2 separate regions of the Rattus norvegicus genome follow, and region 1 is linked to region 2. The links are chromatin contacts, called in public Hi-C maps. All regions are on one chromosome and are shown on one strand. Each heading gives the region's core, a stretch centred on a gene start, on an enhancer-like site or on the middle of the called end of the contact. The rest is flanking DNA. Distances are from core to core; before and after follow the strand shown. Region 1 has its middle 20 kb from the start of Ptgs1. Region 2 holds the start of Mrrf (mitochondrial ribosome recycling factor).

Region 1 (5,003 bases), core at 2,389-4,888, 78 kb after region 2:
GGAACCAGCCTGGTGGATAGATAGAATGGACTCCCATGGGGCTGGTCTCTGATCTCCACACACATGTAGCATGTTTCCCCCCACCCCAAACACTCACACACATAGATAAATAAAGGTGAAAAATACCCCTTTCCTTTTATTATGTTATTTTATATTATTTTATCTCACAGTCTGGAGGTCCAGTCAACCATGGCGGCAAGGCATGTCACGTGAACGTCTACTCCCACGGCTCCCATAGTCAGGAAGAGAGCAATGCTGTTCCATCCCCTCTCCTTTTTATACAGCCCTTCCCTAGCCGTGGGATGGTGCTGCCTACATTTAAATCCACCTCAGTTAACCCAGTCGACAAGCTCCCTCACAGACATGCCCAGAGATTCGTCTCCATGGTGATTTCAGATAGTGTGGAGTTGGCAGTCGACATTTACCTCCACGGTAGGTCTATTGCCCACCGCTCCAAGCCTCTCGGCCGTCACTTGCTGAACAGGTAGATCCCTGGTGCTGTACTGTGTGCTTATGACCTTTAACGGGGAAACAGACGCCCTCAGCAGGCTGGGTATTAGTGAAGCAGGATTCAGATTCAAACCTAGGTAGTCTGACTGCTGCGTGAGGTAACGTCGCTCCGCCTGGATGAGTGGGAGCACCTATGGCACAGATGTCTCCTAAGTAGTGACTGACATAATCTACTAAGCTCCATCCGGTCGAGCACACAGCCAGAACCCACATGATATGTGCACATGCGGCATACCCTAGCTTTGAGAATGTGTGCAGAACATGCAGGAAGCTCGTCTGTGCTTACATGTCGTGTGTTGATTACACTTTCAAAGGGCTCGTGATCCACACACGCCTGTACATTTCACATGAAGATCACAACACTTGACATACAAATCCTTGTGGAAGGGTGTCCTGAGATGACTGATACGCACACATGACTTTTGAAATTAGGGAACACATAGTTGAGATCTATGACACAGATGAACTTACACAGAGTAGTGACAGCCACTCAAGGAGCAGGCATGGCCTGTGTATAGTACAAAAACAGTGGACACACGTATTGCACATGCATAGTGCTTAGATGTATGTGGCTGTGCGGGTGCGTGCGTGCGTGTAAACCAGGGTGCGGTGTGTGGATTGGTTGGTATGTTGTATCTGCTCTCGAGATTCGTCTGTTTATTAGCAATGCATGTTCTGTGTGCTGTTGCTAAATGTCGTCCTAAAACTAAATTATTAATAACGACTGCATTCAGGACAGCCCTGTCCCCACGACAGTCTCCTTATTGTGCTCTACAAAATATAACGTAACTTTAATGTAAGACATCACTCATTTTGAGTGGATTATGCACATTTTGGTGGTGCAGTGGTGCGTGCCCAAGCAGTCAGAGACCACAGGAGAGCATATTTCAGTGAACGCCTACGACCCACCTGTCTCTGTTCTCCCACACAAATTGCAGAGGCACAGGCACCTGGATGACTTCTTTTGTAGACGTTGGGGATTCGAACAAAGGTCTTCTTGCTTGCACAGTGATTGACAAGCCCATGGCTGGCTTTCTTCCTCACTAGCTCGCTAAATCAGGTGCCTCAGTTCCCAGTGTCTAGCCAAGGGCCTGGGTTGCTGCCCAAGCTGTGTCTGCTGAAGCAGCAACGACTGAGGCTCAGGCGCTGAGACACAGCGCTCCACCCGGGGAGTAGGACCAGTGCCTGGCACCGCGGATGCACTGAGCATCCAGGCAATAACCTGGCCTCCCGGATTACTCCTGCGCGCTGCCCAGCGGGCTGGGGAGGCTCCTCCTGCGGTCTCCCGGGGCGCGACCTCGTGTACCCGAAGGGGGAACTGGTTTCCCGGCGGCGCAGGGCGGGCAGGAAGCCGCGCATTGTTCCCTGGCTGAGGCCGGAGGGGAGTTCCCGGTCTGCGCGCACTGGGGAGAGGAGAGCTGTGTCCGCCTGCAACTCGCGCTCTGCTGACCCCTGGCATCCGCTCTGCTCTAAAGCTCTTGGATCTAGGTTCGAATCCCTGTATGCAGTCTCCTTTAATTTCCTCCATAGCACAGCTCAGGGTCAGATCCGAGATGCCCTTAACTCCCTCTAGCTTCCTCACTCTTCAGCCCACCTCCGAAGAGGAGTTTTACTAGCTGAAGAAAAACTAGTAACAGGGCTCTACTGAGTTCTCTTGCTGCAAAAGGGGGCTTCCTACATTAGAGCCTAAAAGGCCCTCTTCTGGGCAGGGATTTGCCTGCGAGTATTGTGATGGATGGGGAAACTGAGGCCTGGGAGAGGACAATATTGGCTTAAGGTTGCCAATCACAAAGACTTGCTAGCTCAGAAGTTTGATAATCCCAGGGGCCTTCTCTATGTGTGCCTGAGACAGTCACCTTTGTGGCTGTGGGTTGTAGCAGATCGAATTGACACTATTTTAGGTGTTAGTAAGGGTGCTAATTAATTAATAATCATTGATTATTAGTTGGTACCTAATTAACTATGAGGGTGAACGAGCTGCACAGTTACTCACTGAGTTCCCATACCTTCTGCAGTGAGGCAGGAAGAATCAGAGACTCAGAGATGTCCTGTCACTATGTGGCTGAGGTCACACAGCAAAATGGCTGTGAAGTAAGGTGACCTCCACCCACAGTTGGACCCGGACCTCTCTTTCTGGATTCTGTCTCTTGCCTATTGAAATGTTGGGGACCTGTCCTGAAGTACCTTGGATGGCTGGGCCTAGAGATTCTGATCATGGAGGAACTGCCTCTTCTCCACCCCTGCCCCCCACCCGGGAACCCTACACCGAGGGTAATTGAAATCAGATGTGGCAGTGACCCGCAGAATGCTCCCGGGAACCTGGAAGCATTTATTGTCTGCAGGGCTCTCTCCCTGCTACCCTCCCTCCCACCCTTTCTCCCCTCTCTCCCTCATTGCCTCCTCCCCAGGCAGAGCCTCGGGTACTGCCTGGGGTTAGAGCTGGGCCTTGATGAATAGGGCTGCTGAAAGCGAGTCCAGGCTTCCTCCTTCCTGGGGATATAGTTACAGGGGGCCAGACTTCCTGCCCCTCTGGCAGCCTCTCCTTCCAGAGTGGATCTGCAGGCTTTCAGGATAGGATCTGAACAGCTGGCCCAGGTTCAGACAGTCTAGGGCTCGAATGTCACCTCCTCAGGGAGGCCTTCCTTGACCACCCCATAGGAACCAGCCCACCTACAAGCAGTCTTTCCTTCAGCTCAGATGCCTAGCAGTTATTTCTTCTGATAGTGTTTACCTTGTACCCCAGGTAGCTGAGGGAGAGCAAAGGGTTTGCTTTGCTCATGACCGTGGGTTGTAGTTCTGGGCCTACGCATATGCTCAACAAATACCTACTGAATGCAGCCCCCTCCCCACCTATACGGAATGGCTCTCACTGACCTCCGACAATGGGATGTGACCTTGGCCCTGACCTCCAGACCCCACGTCATGACAACTTCACCCTCTTTTGGTTTCCGGCTCCAGTTTCTGTGGCTTCCTGTTCTAGCTGTGTTCTACTGTCTCTGGCTCTGACTTGGGAGCTCCAGGCTGACCTCTGATCTCAGGTGTCTCTTGTCGGCCTTGGCTTTCAGTTCTCCTGTGTGACTCTAGCCAAACCTCTTGCCTTTCCTGAGCCAGCAGGATTCTTCTTCAAACAAGAACTGACCTGTGAAGCCCAGGATGGATCTGTGACCAGCAAAGGTGGAAGGCTACGGGGCTGATGCCTGAGTGGCCTTTCCCCTGTTCCCTGGTGGTGACCCAGGACACTCCTGCAGATCCCTAGTTTGAAGAACATAGTTTGAAAACCCACTTACTTGATTTTTTTTCAAAATATTTTGTATCCACCCCCCCGCCCGTGTGTGTGTGTGTGTGTGTGTGTGTGTGTGTGTGTGTGTGTAGAGGACAATTTTCAGGGGTAGCCTTTCTTCTGCTGCTATATGGATTGGGGGGGATGGAACTCAGGCAATTACCTTTGCCTGCTGATTTGTCTTGTTGGCCCCTTCTGTCTTTCTGTGCCTTTTCTGAGTGACTGCCTGCAGCGTGTTGGCCCATCATTTCCTCCCGACACCAAAATGAATAGGTTCCAGTGTGCTAGTCTTGGTGCTAATCCCTTGCCTGATCTGTAAGCAGCCTGGCACAGTCGCAGGGGTACAGGAGGGGTCCCCGCTGACTGAGCACCTAGAGTGGCGGTGGGGAAGTCCTGTTGTGAGAGGGCATTCCCCCTCCTGCAGCTCCGTGAGCAGACAGGGTCCTTGGGTAAAGAAGGGACACCAGTCTTCCTAGCCGGTGAAGCTTTGTCCCTGGGTGCGTGCTGTCTGCAATTCAGCCCCACCCCTCTGTCTTCCTCGGTGCTGATCGCAAGGCCTGGAACTGTGCCCGTAGTAGATAGTAAGTGCTCAGCGAACAGCCAGCCAGGGAGGCTTCCTGCATGTGACCTGTGATGAGTTTACCGGCCACCACCTCTGCATTGACCGTGATCTCTGTGCAGAAGCCACACATTTCCCTGTGCACTGGTCTCGGCTGGCTTCCACTTGGGGGAGGCTAGGCATACTGCTCCCAGGCAGTCAAGCATAGCCTCCTACCCTGGACACTCAGGTTCTGCTTGGAGCGCCTGCTGTAGGGCCGAGGTGCAAACAACAGGACAGTGTGGGGGAGGGGATACGGCACCTTTCCTGGGAAGCCTCCAGGGCTGATGTTGGGGGGTGGGGTCCACTCAGTGGGGTGGGAGAGGGGCAGGAGGGAATTCTCACGGAATCGATAAGGATGTGCGCCACAGATCGCCTGGTGCTGTTTGGGTGCGTGGGCAAGACACTGGAGTAATAGGGATGAAGACAGGTGAGGGGGTTTCCGGCTGTTCAAGGTTTCCCAACTCCACTCTAACAATAGCAGGCCGGTGTAAGTTTGGTCTCAGTTTTCCAATGTGGGTAGACTTGCGGCTGTCTCAGGACTTTGCTTCAAACAAAAAATGTTACCTCAATTCCCAAACAAGCCTCACAGGGTAGGTAGGACACCTGCTCTGG
Region 2 (5,337 bases), core at 1,173-3,672:
TAAGGTATGTAGCTCTGCCAAGTTCTACCCCTGAAGCCTTCAGAACCACGCTTCTTAGAAGTATTCAAGACTGATAGATAGATTGGGCTGGAGAGATGGCTCAGCGGTTAAGAGCACTGAGTGCTTTTCCAGAGGTCCTGAGTTCAATTCCCAGCAACCACATGGTGGCTCACAACCATCTGTAATGGGATCTGATTCCCTCTTCTGGTGTGTCTGAAGACAGCTATAGTGTACTCATAAAATAAACAAGTCTTTTTAAAAAAAAAAAAGTCTGATAAATTACTATTGGTCTTCATTCCTGAAGCATCTCACCTCACAGAAAGGATTGTGATGGAGGCGGTAATGGATACTGCAAAAAGCCTGGAGCCAGAAGACTTCGTTATAAATTGTCCCATTTCCACCGGAAGTTATTTTTCTTGGTACCCCACTTTCCTTGTTTTTACTTTATTATCATGGGTTGGGGAGGGGGCTGGGCTATCATGTAGCACAGACAGCAGTCAGAAGACAACTTTCAAGAGCTGGTTCTCTCTTTTCACTTTTACTTGGATCCTAGAGATTGGACTCAGGCTGTCTGGGTTATATGGGAAGCACTTTTACTGGTCAGCCATCTTGCTGGCCCAGTTTCTTCATGTTTTAAAGTAAACTCTGAGGGGCTGGAGAGATGACTCAGCAGTTAAGAGCTCTTGCAGAGGACCCAGGAATTCAGTTCCCAGCACCCACTTGATGGCTTACTACCTGCAGTTCTGGAAGATGAAACACTGTATACATGCCGTGCACATACATACGCAGATGCAGGCAAAAGGCTCATACACAGAGTAAATAAATCTGAAAGATCTGTAAAGATATACCCTGCTTTCCTTATTAGTTAAGGTTGCTGAGAAGGAAAAAAATGAGTTTACAGATGAAAAATGAAATTGTAATAAATATACAATATGATAAAGAAAAGAGAACGGGACAGGGAAGATAGCTGCCTATACCAGACTACAGACCTCCCTGCTAGGAAAACAAAGACTTAAAAAAAAAACAAAACCCTAAAACCAAAACATTTATCTTCTGTATCTAGAAGTGCCTCAAGCTCAGCCTTGTACAAAATAATCCCTATTCTCAGAAATTTTTGAAAGGGAAAGAAAACTAAATTTAAAAAAGAAAAAAAAAAGGAAAATATTGATTGAAGTAATTAATGACAGATACCGAGACAGATACTATCATTTAACAAGGCCAGTTCAGTTCCCTTATGAGGGCAGTATCTCATTATGGTAGTACTTCTCCCAAGTTCTACCCCTGAAGCCTTCAGAACCACGCTGAGAACTCATGCAACACTGAGACGGAGGATGTGACTAGGGGCTGCACTATTTTAGACAGAGAAAAGTTGGATTTCAATGCTAGAACTTCTGATGTTCTCATGTCTAAAAGCAACTGTAACACCAAAAGATACTTAAAAATGCCAAAGAGGCCATGTTTCAATACCAAGAATACAAGACCTGGGGCTAGAGAGACCTGGACTCAAAATGGACTTTTTCAATAATTGTGGCTTCAATAACAGTCCCTCCCTTAGGTTATCGTCCTCACATTCTCTGTCCCTGCCACTTCCCCCTTCCCATATAATGTGAATACATTGGGTAATTTACTTTTTGCCTATTCTTCTAAAATAATAAAAACCCCTACAGCACAGGGCCTTGATCATGGTTCTTTACCCAGGATACAGTACACTGCCTGGCTCAGAGTTGGTACTATTTTCTTGGAGAATGAATGAAACAAAGTCAAGTCTCATCTTTCCACAGGTGGAGACAATTGTTCCTGCATCACGTGGTCATTTTAAATAAGAATATACATGTGCCAGCTCAGGTCATGAGTTTTTGAGAAACAGTAAAGTCTAGTAAGTATGTGACTATCAAGTCGTTTGGGGGTTGCAAAGGCGACAACTCCTTAAGAGTAACAAGTTCATAAAATGCCAATCTATTCCTCCCAGCTGAGATGTATCAACTCTAGTAGTCAGGAGGGCTCTGGAGGGCTCTGGGGTCGCTTATTCCTACACGCTAATCACAGGGTCAGGCCAGCAACCAGGGTTTCCCGATTCCTGGCAGCGAAGTCACTAATGGAATTGTTATTTCCGGCCAGATACAGGACAATCCGGGGCGGGGCCTAGAAGCCTGCGGGTGAGGGCAGTCTTCGCCAAGGTCCCCGCGGCCAGGATGGTGCTGAGCTTCGGGTACTCACCCGCTAGCCTCGGAGCCGTGCCCTCTCAGCTCATGCCCCGAAAGCAGCTTCCGACGCTGGGGTCCGAGCGAGGGACGTGAGGTTACCTCTGCCGAAACACCGCTCGCCGCCCGGCCGCCCGTGACGCGCTACGCCTGCGCCGCCGCGCCAGCCCGTGACGTCATGACGCCCGCACCTCCGCCTCCGCTGTCCCGCGTGTGTTTCTCTATAATCCCGGCTGTAGCTGGTGAGTGGCCTCGAGGGGGGCTCTCAAGAAGTGGGCGGGATCCAGATACCGGTGACACTTTTTCTAGGACCTCGGAGGGACCTCGTGGGGCTAAGGATACCTCCGTGACTGGTTCTGCAGAGTTCGGCTCGACCTTAAAACCAGGGGCGGGACTTCTATGCTCTCAAGGGTGGGGCGGAGCTCGTGTCACTCAGCCGACATTTAGAGCCTTGCCAGGGAACTTGTAATTAGTTCCTGATGTTTAAGACGTCACCTGACAGGAATAATGCCTTTTCCAAATAGCCCTACACACGGAGGTGTAATTATTCCCGATGATGAAGAAACAAAAACTCAAGCGGTGTCTACCAAGGTCGCACAGCTCCCAAGTGATGGAGTTTGAATTCTACCCAGGCCTGAGACCAACGCCTGGGCTTTTAAAATCGTCATTCTGCCGTCCTGTGGGCAAACAGTTGTCATTTCGATGGTGCTTCAACATTCCCGTGACTCTGGCATTAAGATCACATACTTAGGAAGCACTAGAAGCAGGACTCTTGCCTAGGCCCATTTCTTTTTTCCCATTTCTGTGTTTTTATTAACTCACACACAACTCCTTGTCTTCTGGATTGTTGAAGCAGTAAGTCAGCCAACACTTGACCCAGTAATGTCTGTCAAAGCGACTAGCCTTGAACACTGTAGCATCATATTGATCAGAAGGACACTCAACGAAGTCGAGTGATTTTGCCATTTTTCATCCACTTCTTAATATTACAGCACAACCAGCTTAACCTTTCTCTTACACTTATGCTTCTTGTCTGTGGTGTAAGACTTTATCCTTTTCTCAGGACCACCATGAAGTCTCAGCACAGGAGAAAGGGTGAACTCCTTTTGAATGTTACAAAATATGGCCATCTCCCAGCTGCTTACCAACAAAGATTAGCCTCTCTGCTGATCAGAAGGAATTCCTTCCTTATCTTGGATCTTGGCCTTTACATTTTCTGTAGTGTTTGAGGAGGGTTCAACCTCTACCTCGACCTTCCTCTGTAAGGGTCTTTATTTCTTCCCGGGAAAGGCCTTCATCTAGGGGGTGGTTCCACCACAGAGGGTGGATCCAATAGGCAGTGCTTTCTCTTGACCACATTCCAATGTATTTCCCAGAATCTTGGAGAACTCGTCATGGGAAAGTCAGGAAACTTGATCTGATTCCTTCAGTTAATGGCAGAGGTTACAAAACCAAACTAGGAGAAATGATTTACTATAGTTCTCATCCTCGGTAGAGCGGTGATCCATGCTCTTTGGATATGGGTAGTTGTGAATTCCACAGTTGCATGTGATAGGGATTGATGAGGTGGGGATGTTGAAATCCAGGTCTTCTAGTCTTAAGGTGAGGCCTTTTGTCCACTTTGTGAAGTTTTTATTATTCCTCCTTTGGCTTGTGCCAAGGACATTTGGATTTTGTATTGAGTCAGATATTCCAAATACCTTTCTTTACCCGATACTGACTTTGAAAAGAAGTACACCAAGTAAAGAACTGGAAATCCAGGGGATAGTGGAACCAGTGTTGAGAAAAGATCCCAAGACCTGCCATCCGAGGTGTTGATATTGGACAAGGATTTAATCTTTGTGGAAGTCCATTACCATACTTAACACATTTGTATGATGTCTGTATATTTGTACTATACTAAGTTCAGGATACAGTGCTAACCTGGTAGATTAATGGGTAGATTGATCCACTAGAACTTTTGTGGAGTGCCAGCAGTCATATGGGGGTGCCTAGACAAGGATCAAGTACTTACATATGCATTTACTTTTACTGGTGGAAACTGTGTACTGTGATGAAGTATTGGGCGTGAAAGCTTAGTTTAGTTGGAAGAGGTGGCCAATGACCCTGTGCTCTGACAGAGTGATGGTTAAGATGGATGGTAAAGAAAAGATGGATGGTTAAAGAGATAAAGGGAGAACATTCCAAACAGGGGATTGGGGATGGAGGCGATGCCCTCCTTTAATCCCAGCACTCAGGAAGCAGAGGCAAGAAGTTTATCTGATTTCAAGGTCAGCCTGGTTATAGACTGAGTTCCAGGATGGCCAGGGCTACACAGAGAAACCCTGCCTTGTAAAACCAAAAAAAAAAAAAAAAAAAAAAAGAAAGAAAGAAAGAAAAAGAAATGTTGTATACCAATACATAGCTGGTTGTAAGAGGTTGGTGGAGCAGTGGACGAGCCAGGATGTTGGTTCATAAATGTACGAAACTCTTAAATTAAGAGTCAATAAAAAGCATTATTAAAATATTCATGATTTAAAAAGAAAAAGAGATGTGGTGGGACTGACCTTCTCAAGATCACGTATGTAGTGAGTGGAGAAACAGTTCCTCCTGTGAGTGTTATTGGAACAGACTAGAACTAAAAGTTTCTTCTTCAGTTTCAGTTCTTCATATGTGCTGACCTGACCATGTTCCTAAGGTTACAGACCCAGAAGACTGCTGTATTGAACTTCCACTGTGAAATGTCCTGGCTTCTTTGCAGTGATACGTCGTATGCCTCAAGCATTCCAGCAATGCAGTTTATTTATAGAATTGGCTTCCGGTTCACTTGTACTGGGTCTGCTTTTTGGTGCTGCATTTTCTGTCAAAGGTTGTTTATTTCTAACCCATTTTAGTTTCCTGTTGCCTTGTGGGTTATGGCCCACAACAGGAACTCCAGGAAACCTGTCATACACCCTGCAGCCAGATCAAGACCCTGTCAATTAAAAACAAAACACTGCACATTATTATATACCCATATTTGGGTATAAATGTGAGTTGGGTATTGGCTATATTAGGTAGAAACTTAGATTTAGAAGCATCACTCAGAGCCAAACTTTTGTGAGCAGTGTCCTTGGACACTTAATCTCTCGGAGCCTCAGTTTTAATGACTACAAAG

What was found. Hi-C and Micro-C count contacts between places; a contact is called where the count stands out from the background.
Region 1: a contact with region 2 is called in a Hi-C map of liver, with 3 times the contacts expected there. The contact joins the enhancer-like site here to the promoter of Mrrf in region 2. A contact is called at or near these places in 4 of 12 Hi-C or Micro-C datasets (frontal cortex, kidney, liver and 1 more).

What each region holds. Positions count from the first base shown.
Region 1 is chr3:39,958,728-39,963,730 of GRCr8, forward strand. No RefSeq gene overlaps it. Among named protein-coding and RNA genes, the nearest start is that of Ptgs1, 20 kb to the right of the region's middle. Within about 2 kb of position 3,639, at least 4 of the 93 cell types and tissues checked have an H3K27ac peak or open chromatin away from gene starts, as enhancers often do. A contact at or near this core is called in liver, where this site is marked.
Region 2 is chr3:39,882,227-39,887,563 of GRCr8, forward strand. Mrrf (mitochondrial ribosome recycling factor) reads left to right here and starts at 2,423. Exons shown (of 7, transcript NM_001008354.1): 1 at 2,423-2,443. It overlaps Rbm18 (RNA binding motif protein 18), which reads right to left and starts at 2,351. Exons shown (of 6, transcript NM_001107838.1): 1 at 2,218-2,351.